2 separate regions of the Sus scrofa genome follow, and region 2 is linked to region 1. The links are chromatin contacts, called in public HiChIP or PLAC-seq maps. All regions are on one chromosome and are shown on one strand. The core of a region is the stretch at or near the end of the contact, and the rest is flanking DNA. Distances in the headings are between cores, read along the strand shown. Region 1 has its middle 110 kb from the start of CD180. Region 2 has its middle 110 kb from the start of PIK3R1.

Region 1 (6,970 bases), core at 1,410-3,909:
AAGTTCATTTGTATCCTTTTTTTTTAGATGCCATATATAAGTGATATCATATGATATTTGTCTTTCACTGTCTAACTTCACTTAGTATGATAATCTCTAGGTCTATCCATGTTGCTTAAAATGGATTATTTCATTCTTTTTATGGCTGAGTAATATTCCACTGTATTTATATGTAACACATCTTCTTTATCCATCCTCTGTCATTGGATATTTAGGTTGTTTCTATGTCTTGGTCTTATAGCAAATAGTGCTACAATGAATATTGGGGTGCATGTATATTTTTGAATTCTGGTCTTCTCTGGATAGACACCCAGGAGTGGGATTGCTGGATCATACAGTAGTTCTATGTTTAGATTTTTGAGGAGCCTCCATACTATTTTCCACAGTGGTTTCACCAATTTACATTCCCACCAACAGTGTAAGAGGATTCCCTTTTTTCCACACCCTCTCAAGCATTTATTGTTTGTAGACTTTTTGATGATGGCCATTCTGGCTGGTGTAAGGTGATACCTCGTACTAGTTTGATTTGTGTTTCTCTAATAATTAGCATTCTTGAGCAGATTTTCTGTGGTTTTTGGCATCTATCTTTATGTCTTCTTTGGAGAAATGCCTATGTAGATATTCTGCCCATGTTTTGATTGGGTTGTTTGTTTTTTTGATATTGAGCTCCAGGAAGTTTTTGTTTATTTTGAAGGTTAATCCCTTGTTGATTGCTTCATGCAAATATTTTCTCCAATTTTATGGGTTTTCCTTTCATTTTGTTTATGGTTCCCTTTTCTGTGCAAAAAACTTTAAGTTTAATTAGGTCCCACTTGTTTATTTTTGTTTTTATTTTCACTACCCCAGGAGGTGAATCTGAGAAGACATTGCTGCCTTACATGTAAGAGAGTGTTCAGCCTATGTTTTCCTCTACGAGTTTTTTAGTATCTGGCCTTATATTTAAGTATTTAATCCATTTTGAATTTATTTTCATGCATGGTATTAGAAAAATTTCATTATTTTCCATGTAGCTGTCCAGTTTTCCCAGCAACACTTATTGAAAAGACTATATTTTCTCCATTATATATTCCTGCCTCCTTAGCTGTATATTAGCTGACCACAGGTGTGTGGTTTATTTCTGGGCTTTCTATCCTGTTTCACTGATATATATTTCTGTTTTTATGTGAGTACCACACTGTTTTGATGACTGTAGCTTTGTATTATCAAAGCCTGATTCCTCCCGCTCCATTTTTCTTTCTCAGGATTACTCTGGCTTCACAGAATATTTTTAATAAATATTATATCACATATATCACATCCTTGCATGAACCTCAATGTTAACATTTCAAAAATAGTATATGGGAATAATCTTTATTCTTCTTTCAGTTTCAATATACCTTATGAAAGTGATAACTCCTACCAGTAGCAATGGCTTATTAGAACAGTGGTCAAGGATCAAGGATCCCCTCACTCCTACCCCCTATTCTGATCTTCACCAATATATAACATATCATGAAGGAACCAAAATTTACTTAAATATTCCTATACTGATCACACTTATTTGTGTGATTGTTCTCTTCCATATTTATTAATTGGTACAGCTCCTTGCTGTGGACATTTTTTAATAAATCATTCCTTTTTTCTTTTTCTTTTTTTTTTTTTTTTTTTTTGGTCCTTTTTAGGGCCGCACTTGCAGCATATGGAGATTCTCAGGCTAGGGGTCCAATTGGAGCTGCTGCTGCCAGCCTACGCCATAGCTACAGCAATGCCAGATCCTTAACCCACTGAGCAAGGCCAGGGATCAAACCCACAACCTCATGGTTCCTAGTCGGATTCATTTCCACTGTGCCACAACAGGAACTCCGAAATCATTCTTTTTTTCTTTTTCTTTTGGAAGTATAGTACTCAAAATAAGTGTGTAGCTTTTATTATACTATGCAAGATCACTGCCCAGAAAGGCTAGAACAATAGAGAGCCACTAACAAAGCACTTAATGTCTAGGTGGGCCTTTAGCCCAATAGGCTGGACTGGTTACAGTTATTTCTGCTAACTCAAGTTGTTGACATTTCCATTTTCTCAATTATTTTCAAAGTCATGTGATGTTTCACTGATTCTATTTCCTTCTACATAAACCACCAAGTATCTTTTAACAATTAGAAGTAACCTTTTTTTTTACAGCCATATCTACAGCATATGGAAGTTCTCAGGCCAGGGGATAAACTGCAGCTGCAGGGCTATGCCACAGCCATGTCAACCCCAGATCCAAGCCTCATCTGCCACCTATATCACAGCTTATAGCAACACCAGATCCTTAACCCACCAAGAAAGGCCAAGGATAAAACCCACATCACAGACCCTATGTCAGGTTCTTAACCAATAAACCACAACAGGAACTGAAAAAGTAAATTTTTATGTGACATAAGAGGAGATTCTGGAGACTTGGGACATGGTAGGGCTTACGTGCTCTGACTGCCAGGGGTAGAGTCCTAACCATCGCACCCAGGTCCTGAGAAGAAAGGGATGGAATAAGGGGAATTCTATGCCACACCAACCTGACCTTTTGCACAGAAAGCCACAGACCTCCACTTAAGAAAGGGAAATTTCCTCAACCTTTGTGCCAGTTCCCAAACCACAGATACAGCTAGTCATCTGCATGAGCCAGGATTTTCAAAGGCCTTTCAAACATGTCTCACAGCTCTCAAATTAATCTGACCACCCCCAATTTGCAAAGAAAGGAGCTGAGTCACAGAGGGTTTGGCTGACTGATTTGAGGGCCAAGAGGGTCTGGGCCATTGGCGCGAGAACTGGAGGCAAGAGGCAAAGCTTCTGAATTCCTGTCCCAGGCTAGAGGAAAAGAGGCCACTCTGCTTCTTTACTGTATCCATCAAGGAACAGACAACCAATTGTGATTTCCTCAATGCCCACAAAAGAGCAATGTGCTGCTTTGCCAACAGTGTGACCTGAATAAACTGGCTTTGTGCTGAGAGTCTGCTGAGCCCAGTTCTCTTCCCCAAGACAAGCAAAGTCCCTGCTTGCTCCCCAGCCATGTCATCTGCAAGCTGAATCTCAGAGGCAGTGGGAAGACTTCTCAGGCAGCTACAGATGCTTAGGGTATAGAGAGAGAGTCTTGCCTTCCATTTTCTGGAAGAATAAAATGAAAAATGCGTAATATATAAAAGTCAAGTTTTTTAGAAAAAAAAAAAGTAAATTAATCCCAATTTCTGAGTTAGACATTCAGATTCATTGATTCTCCAAAGGCTTACAGACAGTATCAAAACACTCTGTTGATGTAGTTGAACTCTCCCTCCCCACAAGTTGCTTAGCCAGCTTTTTGGCCAATATCCATGTAGGTTGTAGAATCACATTGTTGGTACCCAACAGTACTGTCGTTTGGTAATGAATGAATATTTTCTGAAAAAAGTCTGGGACTCTAAAAACCAGTTTTTCAATGGTCTGACTTCTCTATTTTGATTTTTTTATTAAAGTATAGTTGACTTAAAATGTTGTGACAATTTCTGCTGTAAAGTGACACCGTCATACACACATATACACTCCCTTTCTTATATTATCTTCCATCATGGTTCATCCCAAGAGACTGGATATAGTTCCCTGTGCTGTACAGTAGGACCTCTTTGCTAATCCATTCTAAATGTCGTAGTTTGCATCTACTAACCCCAAACTCCCAGTCTACCCCACTCCCTGACCCACTGTCTGCCTTGGCAACCTGACTTCTATATTTTGTAACATCTAGAAATGAGAGAAGAAGAGATCTGTCTGCTTCCAAATTAGCCCTTTCCACCTCATTGCAAGGCAATTCAGATGCTCCTTAAAGAGCTAGTCTCTTCTCCCATACAAATCCAAATGAGATTCTATTGTCTGGGTTTTATTTCATTTTCTGGCTATAACTGAAGAGATATATTTATTTTTAATGTTTTATTAAACAAAATGAAATAAGCAAAAAGTTTCTTTGATGTTGTCAAACTGATTAAATTTTCTTTTTTATTAAGATTTTTATTTTTTATTAGAGTTGATTTACAATGTTCTGTTGATTTCTGCTATACAGCAAAGTGACCCAGTCATACATACATACGTATATATGTATGTATGTATGTATGTATGTATGTATATGCGCACACACACATTCTTTTTTTCACATCCTCCATCATGCCCTATCACAAGTGACTAGATATAGTTGCCTGTGCTATATAGCAGGATCTCACTGCTTACCCACTCCAAATGCAATAGATGGCATCTCCTAACTTCAAACTCCCAGTCCATCCCATCTTCCCCCATGGCAATCACAAGTCTATTCCCCAAGTCCATCAGTTAATTGTTTTTTCTGTAGATAGGTACATTTGTGCCACATATTAGATACCAGATATAAGTGACATACGGTATTTGTCTTTCTCTTTTCTGACTTACTTCATTAAGTATGAGAGTCTCCAGTTCCATCCATGTTGCTGCAAATGGCATTATTTTGTTCTTTTTTATGGCTGAGTACTATTCCATCATGTAGATATACCACTCTTCTTAATCCATTCATCTGTCAATGAACATTTATATTGTTTCCATGTCTTGGCTATTGTGAATAGTGCTGCAATGAATATATGTAGGGGTGCATGTATCTTTTTCAAGGAAAGTTTTGTCTGGATATATGCCCAAGAGTGGGATTGCTGGGTCATATGGTAGTTCTATGTTTAGTTTTCTGAGGTACCTCCATACTGTTTCCCATAGTGGTTATGCCAATTTACATTCCCAACAACAGTGTAGGAGGGTTCCCTTTGTCTACACCATTTCCAGCATGTGTTATTTGTTGACTTGTTAATGATGGCCATATGAGGTGGTACCTCATTGTAGTTTTGATTTGCATTTCTCTAGTAATTAATAATGTTGAGAATTTTTCACATGCCTATTGGACACCTGTACATCTTCTTTGGAGAATTGTCTATTCAGATCTTCTGATCATTTTTCAATTGGTTTACTGGGTTTTTGGCTGTTGAGATGTATAAATTATTTGTATATTTTAGAGATTAAGCCCTCGTAGATTACATTATTTGAAACAATTTTCTCCCATTCCATAGGTTGTCTTTTTTTTTTAATGGTTTCCTTTGTGGTGCAAAAGCTTGTAAGTTTGATTAGGCCCCATTGGTTTATTTTTGTTTTTATTTCTGTTGCCTTAGGAGACTCACCTAAGAAAACATTTGTACAGTTGATGTCAGAGAATGTTTTGCCTATGTTCTTTTCTATGAGTTTGATGGTGTCTTTTGTTATATTTAAGTCTTTAAGACATTTTGAGTTTATTTTTGTGCATGGTGTGAGGGTGTGTTCTAGTTTAATTGATTTACATGCAGCTGTCCAGTTTTCCCAGCACCACTTGCTGAAGAGTCTCTTTCCCATTTCATATTCTTGCCTCCTTTGTCCAAGATCACCTAGGACAAACCCATAGGTGTCTGGGTTTATTTCTGGGTTCTCTGTTATGTTCCATTGGCCTGTCTGTTTTGGTACCAGTACCACACTGTCTTGATTACTGCAGTTTTGCAATATCGTCTGAAGTCTGAGAGAGTTATGCTTCCTGCTTGTTTTTTTTTTCCCCCTCAGGATTGCTTTGGCAATTCTAGGTCTTTTACAGTTCTATATAGATCAGAGAGGAAATCAATAAAATAGAAATTCAAAACAATAATAGAAAGAAAATCAATAAAAGAGTTGGTTCTTTGAAAGGGTAAAACAAAACTGACAAACCTCTGGCCAGATACACCAAGAAGAGGAAAGAAAGAACTCAAATAAACAAAATAAGAAATGAAAAAGGAGAAATTTCAATGGATACTGAAGAAATATAAAAAATTCATGAGTGAATACTATGAATAATTATATGCCAACAAATCTGACAACCTATAAGAAACTGACAACTTTCTAGAGACATACAGGCTGCCAAAACTGAGTCAAGAAGAAATAGATCAATTGAACAGACAGATCACTACAAATGAAATTGAATATGTCATAAAAAACACTTCATACAAACAAAAATCCAAGAGCAGATGGCTTCACAAGTGAATTCTACCAAACATACAAAGAATTTATATCCATCCTTCTTAAACTTTTCCAAAAGGTTGAAGAAGAAGGAATACTCCCAAAGACATTCTATGAAGCTGCTATCCATCCTAATACCAAAACCAAAGATACTACCAAAAAAGAAAATTATAGGCCAGTATCTCTGATGAATACAAAGGCAAAAATTCTCAACAAAATTTTAGCTAACCAAATCCAACAACATATATATTAAAAAAAAAAAAACACAACAAGTTGATTCATCACAAGTTCATAAGGATGGTTCAACATATGCAAATCAATTGATGTCATACACCACACTGACAAAAGAACAGTCAAAAACCACATGATCATCTCAATAGATGCAAAAAAAGCATTTGACAAAATCCAACATCCACTGATGATAAAAACTCTCACCAAAGTGGGTATAGAAGGAACATACATTAACATAATAAAAGCCATTTATGACAAACCCACAGCAAATATAATACTCAATGGAGAAAAGCTGAAAGCCTTCTCACTAAAATGTGGAACAAGACAAGGATGCCTACTCTCACCACTGTTATTCAACATAGTATTAGAAGTCCTAGCCACAGAAATCAGACAAACAAAAGAAATAAAAGGTGTCCAAATTGGAAGAGAGGAGGTGAAATTGTTACTGTATGCAGATGACATGATACTATATATGGAAAAACCCTGAGGACTCAACCCAAAAACTACCTGAACTGATCCACAAATTCAACAAAGTAGCAGGATACAAGATTAACATTCAGAAATCAGTTGCATTTCTATATACTAATAATTAAATGTTACAAAAGGAATATAAAAATACAATACCTTTTAAAATTGCACCCAAAACAATTAAATACCTATAAATAAACCTGACTAAGCAGATGAAAGACTTATATACTGAGAACCATAAAACATTAACTGAGGAAATTAAAGA
Region 2 (7,564 bases), core at 2,113-4,612, 630 kb before region 1:
CCATAGTCATAGTCTGTATTTCTTCTCTTCTAATTCACTTGTCAACTCCTTTCAATCTACATTTGATCCCAAATTGCTCTTGCCAAGGTTCCAGTGACCTTCCACTAGCTCAGTCAAAAAAAGTACTTCGATTCCCATCTTATTGGACATTACCATGGTATTTCAACCAGCTGACTACTCCCTTCTTGAAACTCTTCATTTTCTCTTTCCTCCCACCCAGAAATTATTATTATTATCTCTGGCTTTTTGCAGGCATGGAATCTTATGCTTCTCTCTCAAAGTTTTCATTTCCCAGAAATACTTTTCTGGGGAAAGAGAAAAGAGATAGGTTACAGGGATGCATCTGGGCATCATTAGTGTATGGGATCCACATGAATTTACCACAGAGATTATGCATCCTAAGGCAAGAACAAGAACAATGACAAATCCTAAGGAATATCAATATTGATGAAATTGGGGAGATAAACCAGGGAAGATGAAAAATTGCCATCAGGAGAGCACATAGAGAAACCCTGGAAAAACCAGGGAAGAAGTTTGAGGGACAAGGCCTATGTTCTAAAGGAAGGTAAATAGAATAATGCAGGGAGTCTACTAGATATAGCAAGAGTCCAGTGTGGCCTCTGAACGGACAATTTCAATACAGTAATGAAAACAGAATCTCACATATGTGGGTTACTGAAAAAAATGGAGACATGAAATTTATACTCCACTTACAAGAAACTTGGACTTGAGAGAAGAGAATCATTTGAGGAGAAATATGGAGGAGCTTTAGAATGGTAGAGAGATGAGCACACTTAAAAAATTAAAAGCTCTAGGCAATCTTTGAAACTGGTGAGAAGTAACCTTATGACAAATGCAGTGAAGTGTTAGTTTATACAGAGGTTATTAATAATTATAGTCTTCAGAAATAGATATTCATTAAAGAATCACTTAAGGTGAAATGCTAGAATTTTATAAGATTTGTTGTCAAGAATATAATACTTTGGCTTATAAGAATATGTTATGAGAGTCAGGAGACTTTGAGTGTGTGAATTATGTGTGGTAAATTACATATGCGGGGTGGCATCCTAAATGTCAAACTCCTTGGTAAATGTTGATATAGTAGAAAGGGGTGGGACTTTGGAATCTGGAGACCAGGATCTCTTGCTAAACAACAATCTAACTTCCTTAGTTCTCTATCCCCTCATTTCAAGTGAAGGGGATGAACTATGATGACCTAATCTCCATAGGCATTTTCAAAGGCCCCTTTCTACTCTAAAAGTCTTCGCTATTCTTGAAAGTGAATTTCTTTGTACCCAAAGTTGATGGACATATTCTCCAGAGTCTGTGAGGTCCCAATAAAAAAACTCTAAATTTTATATTTTTGTTTAGATGACAAAAAAAGAAGCAAATTTTTCATTATTTGGATGATGGACCCTTGTCGGCAGATTTGGGCATCTGCGTTTATCTTTATATCTACAAATGTACCTATAGGTTGGTTTTTCAATCCTTAAAGGAATTTCAAGTAATTTTTAAAATGTTGGGAAACTTCTCAAGCTACCTATGATCTATAACCAATGTCCTACATCTACTGCTACATTTATATTATTTCATCTGAATGGCAAAATATTTTAAACTGAAAATCTTTTTTATAAAGTAATAATTTTGTAAATGATTTAATGCACTGATAATATGATGGGACACTATGGAAATGAAAACTGCAGCAGAGTAACCTAGAGGTCTAATAGAGAGGAAGAGAGAGAAATTTAACCCCTAAATAATGTGTTCCAGTCAAATGAAGTTCCAAAGACATGACAAGGTCAAAGGCTTTACAGAAATTTTGATGGGAAAATATGCTACTAAAATGGAATCATCACATCACAAACAACACTATAGATATGAAAAACTCAAAAGAATCTTTGCCATTGCAGATAGTGCTCTTTTCACATTGAGTGAGAGGATTTCATTCCAACACAACTTCATTGTCTGCATTCAATGACTTTATTTGAATTTTGCACATTTTTGGTTTATATACAATTTTTAATTTTATTTTGGCTGGATACTGGTATAACAGCTATAGATATAAGGAGTTTGTGCCTGTATTAATGCTTATAGATATTTAAGTAACATTTAAATTATTTTTTTTTAATTTTTAAAAAATTTTTTGGTCACCCCACAGCATATGGAATTTCCAGGCCAGGGATCAGATTTGAGCCACAATTGCAAACTGTGCTGCAGCTTTGGCAATGCCAAATCCTTAACCTTCTGTGCCAGATGGGGGATTGAATCCGCATCCTGGTGCTGCAGACAGAGCCAATCCCCTTTTACCACAGTGGGAACTCTTCGATTAAATAAGTGACATTCACATGTTCACCGTATTAATTTTTTTTACCTTAAATAAATGTCTATACCTAAGATTTGAGAACCTGATCTTGATTATATAGCTCTATATATTTCTCTAAATTCCCCTGAGCAGTGTGGGAAAGCAGGCAGTATTGGTGGTTAAGGATGCTGAAGACACAGAGAAAAGCTAGATAATTATGGGGACTTCCTGGGTAGAGTTTCTCCATAGCCAGAGTTATATCCTCAAACTAGGGATGAGCCACAGGGAAAAGTGGCATCAGAGCTCAAAACCTGTTTGCCAAACTGTTTGGAGGAAGCCAAATGAATGCTGGCATCTGAGAGTGGCTGCAGAGCAAGAAGAAAAAGTGACTGCACAAAGGCAGTATTGGTTTTACATATGTTTAAGGAATTGGGTATCAAAATATGAGTCAGAAAACCAAAACTGGTTTTCAAAAGGTCAGTTCAGGGCTGGAGCATAAACCAATGAAGCAGCCAGAAGGACATCTCCCAACAAACTAGTAATGGTTAGACCCTACAGAGAGGACTATGTTAGGTTAGCAACTCCCCAGTGGAGGCAGGAAAGCAAAGACTGATGAAGATGGTAGAAAATGAAAAAAAGATGGTAGAAAAAGCAAATGAAAAGAGATTAAAGAAACCCACATTCTTTTGCTTGGCGAGATAAAATAAAAACATAAACCAATTTCTATTGGCTAGTTTATACAAGGGGATCATAGGAAGTGGGGGACCAGCCATTCTTCATCTCATGAAATGGAAAATATAAAAGTAGGACACAAGGCCAACTCTAGGGATTTAGATTGGTAAGTTAGGAGAAATAACCTTGAATGGAGCTTATGGGGACTCCTCTCTGAAGGGGTTGAATCCAGTCTCTAGGAGCACTTGTAAAACAGCTGACTGAAGCCTGTTCTGCCAGAATGAACTCAGGACCTGTTGGCCATTTCTGTGCACTGCTGAGAGGAAAAAGGAGAAGTCAGAAATGAATCTCAACAAGAGTGGAAACAGAGAAGGACTGTGTTTAGGGATGTGGAGGAGGGAGCCCCCTGAATGTGAGTTGGCGAGAACTTCTGCCCATAGGAAAGGGATGAGTCAGTGACCCCAAGGCTGCTGGATGAACCAGGGAGCTCATGTTTGGAGATCTCTGTGTGGAAGAAGCTGTCTAAATATTAGGCTATTTTTTTTAATTAAGGTTCACATACAGCAAATTACTTTCAGTATTTGCTAAAATCTTCTACTCTGTGTAAACTTCTCCAGCAGCTTCTTTAGGCTCTTCTCAGCAAAAAGTTGGAAGAATTTTTTTTTCTCCAGAGTTTTCAATTCTTTTTATTCATTCATCTCTCTTTTTCTTTTTGTATTTTTAGGGGCCACACCCACAGCATATGGAGGTTCCTAGGCTAGGGGTCAAATCAGAGCTGTGGCTGCTGGCCTACACAACAGCCACAGCAAAGCCGGATCCTCAACCCACTGAGCGAGGCCAGGGATCGAACCTGCATCCTCATGGATGCTAGTCAGATTTGTTTCTGCTGAGCCTTTATGGTAACTTCCCCATTTTTAATTCTATTTGAAGGTCAAAATGCTCTGCTTCACTAGAGAGCTCCCCCATTAAAAAGCCCTTAAAAACAAACAAAAAAGGATGGGACATATATCCTGAAAATTTGGCCTTTTGTAAGCGAGGATGAGAATGCCTGTGGATCTCTATAGTTTCAGCTAATGAGGAACGAGTTCATAGCTAGACCTTGAAAACACAGACTGGAACGAGTTCACAGCTAGACCTTGAAAACACAGACTGGAAAAGAAAATCACTCTCATGGTGCTTTTTGTTCTTAGGTGACTGCTCAGAAGTTCATACACTGGGCACAACGCTCTGAGGAGCTGAGAGAGAAATTCATTTTATGAGGATGGTTACTGTGTGAGGCATACCAAGAAAACACTGGAAAATGTGACTTTCTTATGACATTTGCTGCCCTTGCCTTTACCATGAGGAAAATCTGAGGATCAATGAATTCAATAAATAGAAACCCACACCACCCCAAATGTCAACTTTCTTGAGATAGGAGTAGGCGAGGTCCTCTCTCTGGGAGTAGGTTTCCACCTGCATGCGTTTTACACTCGGGATTGAACCAGAGATGGAGAAAGTGGGGGATATTCAGGAAGAGCTATAATAACATTTTTTTTATGATCACATCTTCTTGAACTTGGCATTTTGAGTCACACTGAGGATATTTTCAATAAACTCAGATGGTGAGAAATTAGAAACAGTTTTTGAGTAGATCAAGTCTGCATGCTTGGAATTAAACATGGAACAAATCTGTCTATCAAATTATTGAATGACACCCTTAATCCATTAAACATTAGTTTAAGTGCCCACATCTAAAATGATTTTGGACTTTCTGATGAGGTTCCTGGAGACTTATTTTCCCAAAAAGTTTAGTGTGCAACCACAGAAACGAATGTGTGATTTGCTGGTGGGTGACTGGAGAGACCTGATCTTGCATTGTTGCTACAAACTATGAAGGAGGAGGGTGTACTGGAAAGAGCTCAGGGCTAGGAATGAGCACACCCAGGCTCTGACTCCTCCTTGACTGATTCATGTAACCCCCCCTGTGCATTTTCCCCCATATTAAAAAAATGTGCCTCTAAGAATCTACATTGCATCACTGCCTAGCTACCATGCATTTAGCTAAGTCCCAGCGGACCCATTATTGACCTTATCATTCTGCTTCTGCAACTCACCCTTCTTCCTGTGTCCTTGGCCACTGTGAAAAAGCCATGGTCCACCTGGCCATCCAAGAATAAAGCCTTGGTAATTAACCTTCCCTCCTCCCTCCCTCCCTTTCTTCCTTCCATAACCTGTCTCCTTCTCTCATTGAGGTTGTCACTAAATCTGGCCCCCTTTTCCTTCTGAATATTGCTTGCCTCTTTCCCCTCCTCTGTAGCTCCCTCCCCAGAGATCCTGCCCCAGGTCAGGCCTGCATCTTCCCTGAGCTGCATCCTTCCCTCTGGACCATCTCCTCACCTCTCATCGATTGGTCTTCTCCTGCCATCAGAGAGATGCTTCTAAGGCAGAAGTCTGCTTGCACTTTTGGGTTACACTCCAAAATTCTTAGCATAACATCGCCTTCACAATCTAGTTCCTGACCAACCCCTTTTCTCAAGGTCAGCTTTTGTTCTGCAGAGAAGGGAAAGAAGACCCCCTCCCACGAGCTATGCTCTCTCCTGTCTCCATACCTGGGCACACACGTCTCTCCCCAGTAATTTCCATCCCATCTTTCTGTGCCCAAACAACCCCATTCTATCTCTAAGATTCAGGGCTTATCATCTCTTCTGAATCCACTTGTCTCCTCATCCATCATGTCTCCTTCTGAGTAGGGTCCCCTCTTCTGAGCTACTAAGCCACCTTGACTTTCATTGCACTTTGCAGTTTTCTGTTTACCAGTCTGTTCCTGTCTTCCTTCTCCAGTAGACTTTGAGGGCAGTGCACTGTGTATCTCCTGTACCTGACCTGCTCCTTGACAAACAGTAGGTGTTCAAGTGTTAGTTCAATGCAGGCAAGTTAAAGACAATGAGGGAAAGGGGAAGAGGGGAAAGAAAGGGAAGGAGGGAGAGAAACTAGAAAGGAAAGGAAGGAAGGAGGGGAGGAAAGAAAAAAAATGACTGATGAGCAGTTTGGTGAAATTGAGTAATGAGATTTAAGATTGAGGAGGTAAGAAAGGACTACCTTGTATGTCATAATGAGGAATTTGGATTTAATCCTCTCAGCAATTGGGGACTGCTGAAGTTTTTTTTTTTTCTTTTTACAGCTGCACCTGTGGCATATGGAAGTTCCCAGGCGAGGGGTTGAATCTGAGCTGCAGCTGCTGGCCTTTGCCACAGGCATAGCAATGCGGGATCTGAGCTGCACCTATAACTTATGCAGCAGCTTGTGGCAATGCTGGATTCTTAATCCACTGAGTGAGAACAGGGATCGAACCCACATCCTCACAGAGGCAACATTGGGTCCTTAACCTGTTGAGCCAAAATGGGAACTCCAGATTTTTTAAATAAAGAGCTGTAACTCTGCTATTATTTAGAAAATTCTCTGAGTGCCCTGGTAGACTAGTAGTTAAGGATTCAGTGTTGTCATTGCTGTGGCTTGGGTTCAGTCCCTGGCCTGGGAATTTCTACATGCTGCAGGTATGGCCAAAAAAAATTCTTTTATTTATTTATTCATTTGTCTTTATGCCTTTTCTTGAGCCGCTCCCGCGGCATATGGAGATTCCCAGGCTAGGGGTTGAATTGGAGCTGTAGCTGCCGGCCTATGCCAGAGCCACAGCAACTTGAGATCTGAGCCATGTCTGCGACCTACACCACAGCTCACGGCAATGCCAGATCCTTAAGCCCCTGAGCAAGGCCAGAGACCAAACCTACAACCTCATGGTTCCTAGTCGGATTCGTTAACCACTGAGCCACGACGGGAACTCCCAAAAAATTCTTTAAATTGATTTATTTACTTATTTTAAAATAAGTGAATAATTACTGTGCCCTAGACTCTGGGCTGGGAAACTGAGGCCCAGAGAGATAAGATGACTTAGCCATATGTCTCATGCATGGATTCCCAGAGCTCTAGGCCCACAACAAGTTTGTCTTATCAGAAGAATTATTGGCTTTCTTCTAAGACTCGGGTAGTCAGAAGTTAATGATCAATTGCCGTGATTAATTAACTACAAGTGCCTTGAACAAGTCTTACCTTATAGTTGGCTTAATATCTTACTTCAAACTGTTTCCTTCTCTTTCTCTTCATTCTCCTCCTCTCCCACTTCCCTCTCCCCTCCCCCTCCTTCTTGCCCAGTCCTATTTCCTCATATTTTCATATAGTCAACCACATGGCAAGAGGGTAAATGTTAAGTCCTAATGGCATATATATTAAAAAACCTTCCTTGACACCAGCCGAGATCAGCATCACTGCAAGCACCATGGGTTTTGCTGTGGCCCCTTTGGAGGCTGAGCACACTACCTAGAACAGGCTTCAAGCCCTCTTTGCTAACGGAAAGCACTCTGCCTACAGGGGACAGAGAAGGGAGCCTTGGCTTTTTCTGGGTTCCCAGGTGTCTGCCCCTGCTCTGGGTTCCAAGGCAGCCAGAGTTTCTGACATATGTGCTTCTAGGTAGCCTCCAAGCTGGCTTTAGCTGAGTTTTCCTCTGTCTCTCATTTAGATAGGTTTGAAACCCATGTGTTCTACTTCTTCCAG

Evidence for each region. HiChIP or PLAC-seq counts read pairs in DNA pulled down with a chosen protein or histone mark.
Region 2: a contact with region 1 is called in an H3K27ac HiChIP or PLAC-seq map of alveolar macrophages. The contact joins two enhancer-like sites. A contact is called at or near these places in 1 of 47 Hi-C or Micro-C datasets (fibroblasts) and 1 of 2 datasets of contacts at active chromatin or transcription factors (alveolar macrophages).

Annotation. Positions count from the first base shown.
Region 1 is chr16:45,691,875-45,698,844 of Sscrofa11.1, reverse strand. No RefSeq gene overlaps it. Among named protein-coding and RNA genes, the nearest start is that of CD180, 110 kb to the right of the region's middle. Within about 2 kb of position 2,659, at least 10 of the 83 cell types and tissues checked have an H3K27ac peak or open chromatin away from gene starts, as enhancers often do. A contact at or near this core is called in alveolar macrophages, where this site is marked.
Region 2 is chr16:46,325,254-46,332,817 of Sscrofa11.1, reverse strand. No RefSeq gene overlaps it. Among named protein-coding and RNA genes, the nearest start is that of PIK3R1, 110 kb to the left of the region's middle. Within about 2 kb of position 3,362, at least 2 of the 83 cell types and tissues checked have an H3K27ac peak or open chromatin away from gene starts, as enhancers often do. A contact at or near this core is called in alveolar macrophages, where this site is marked.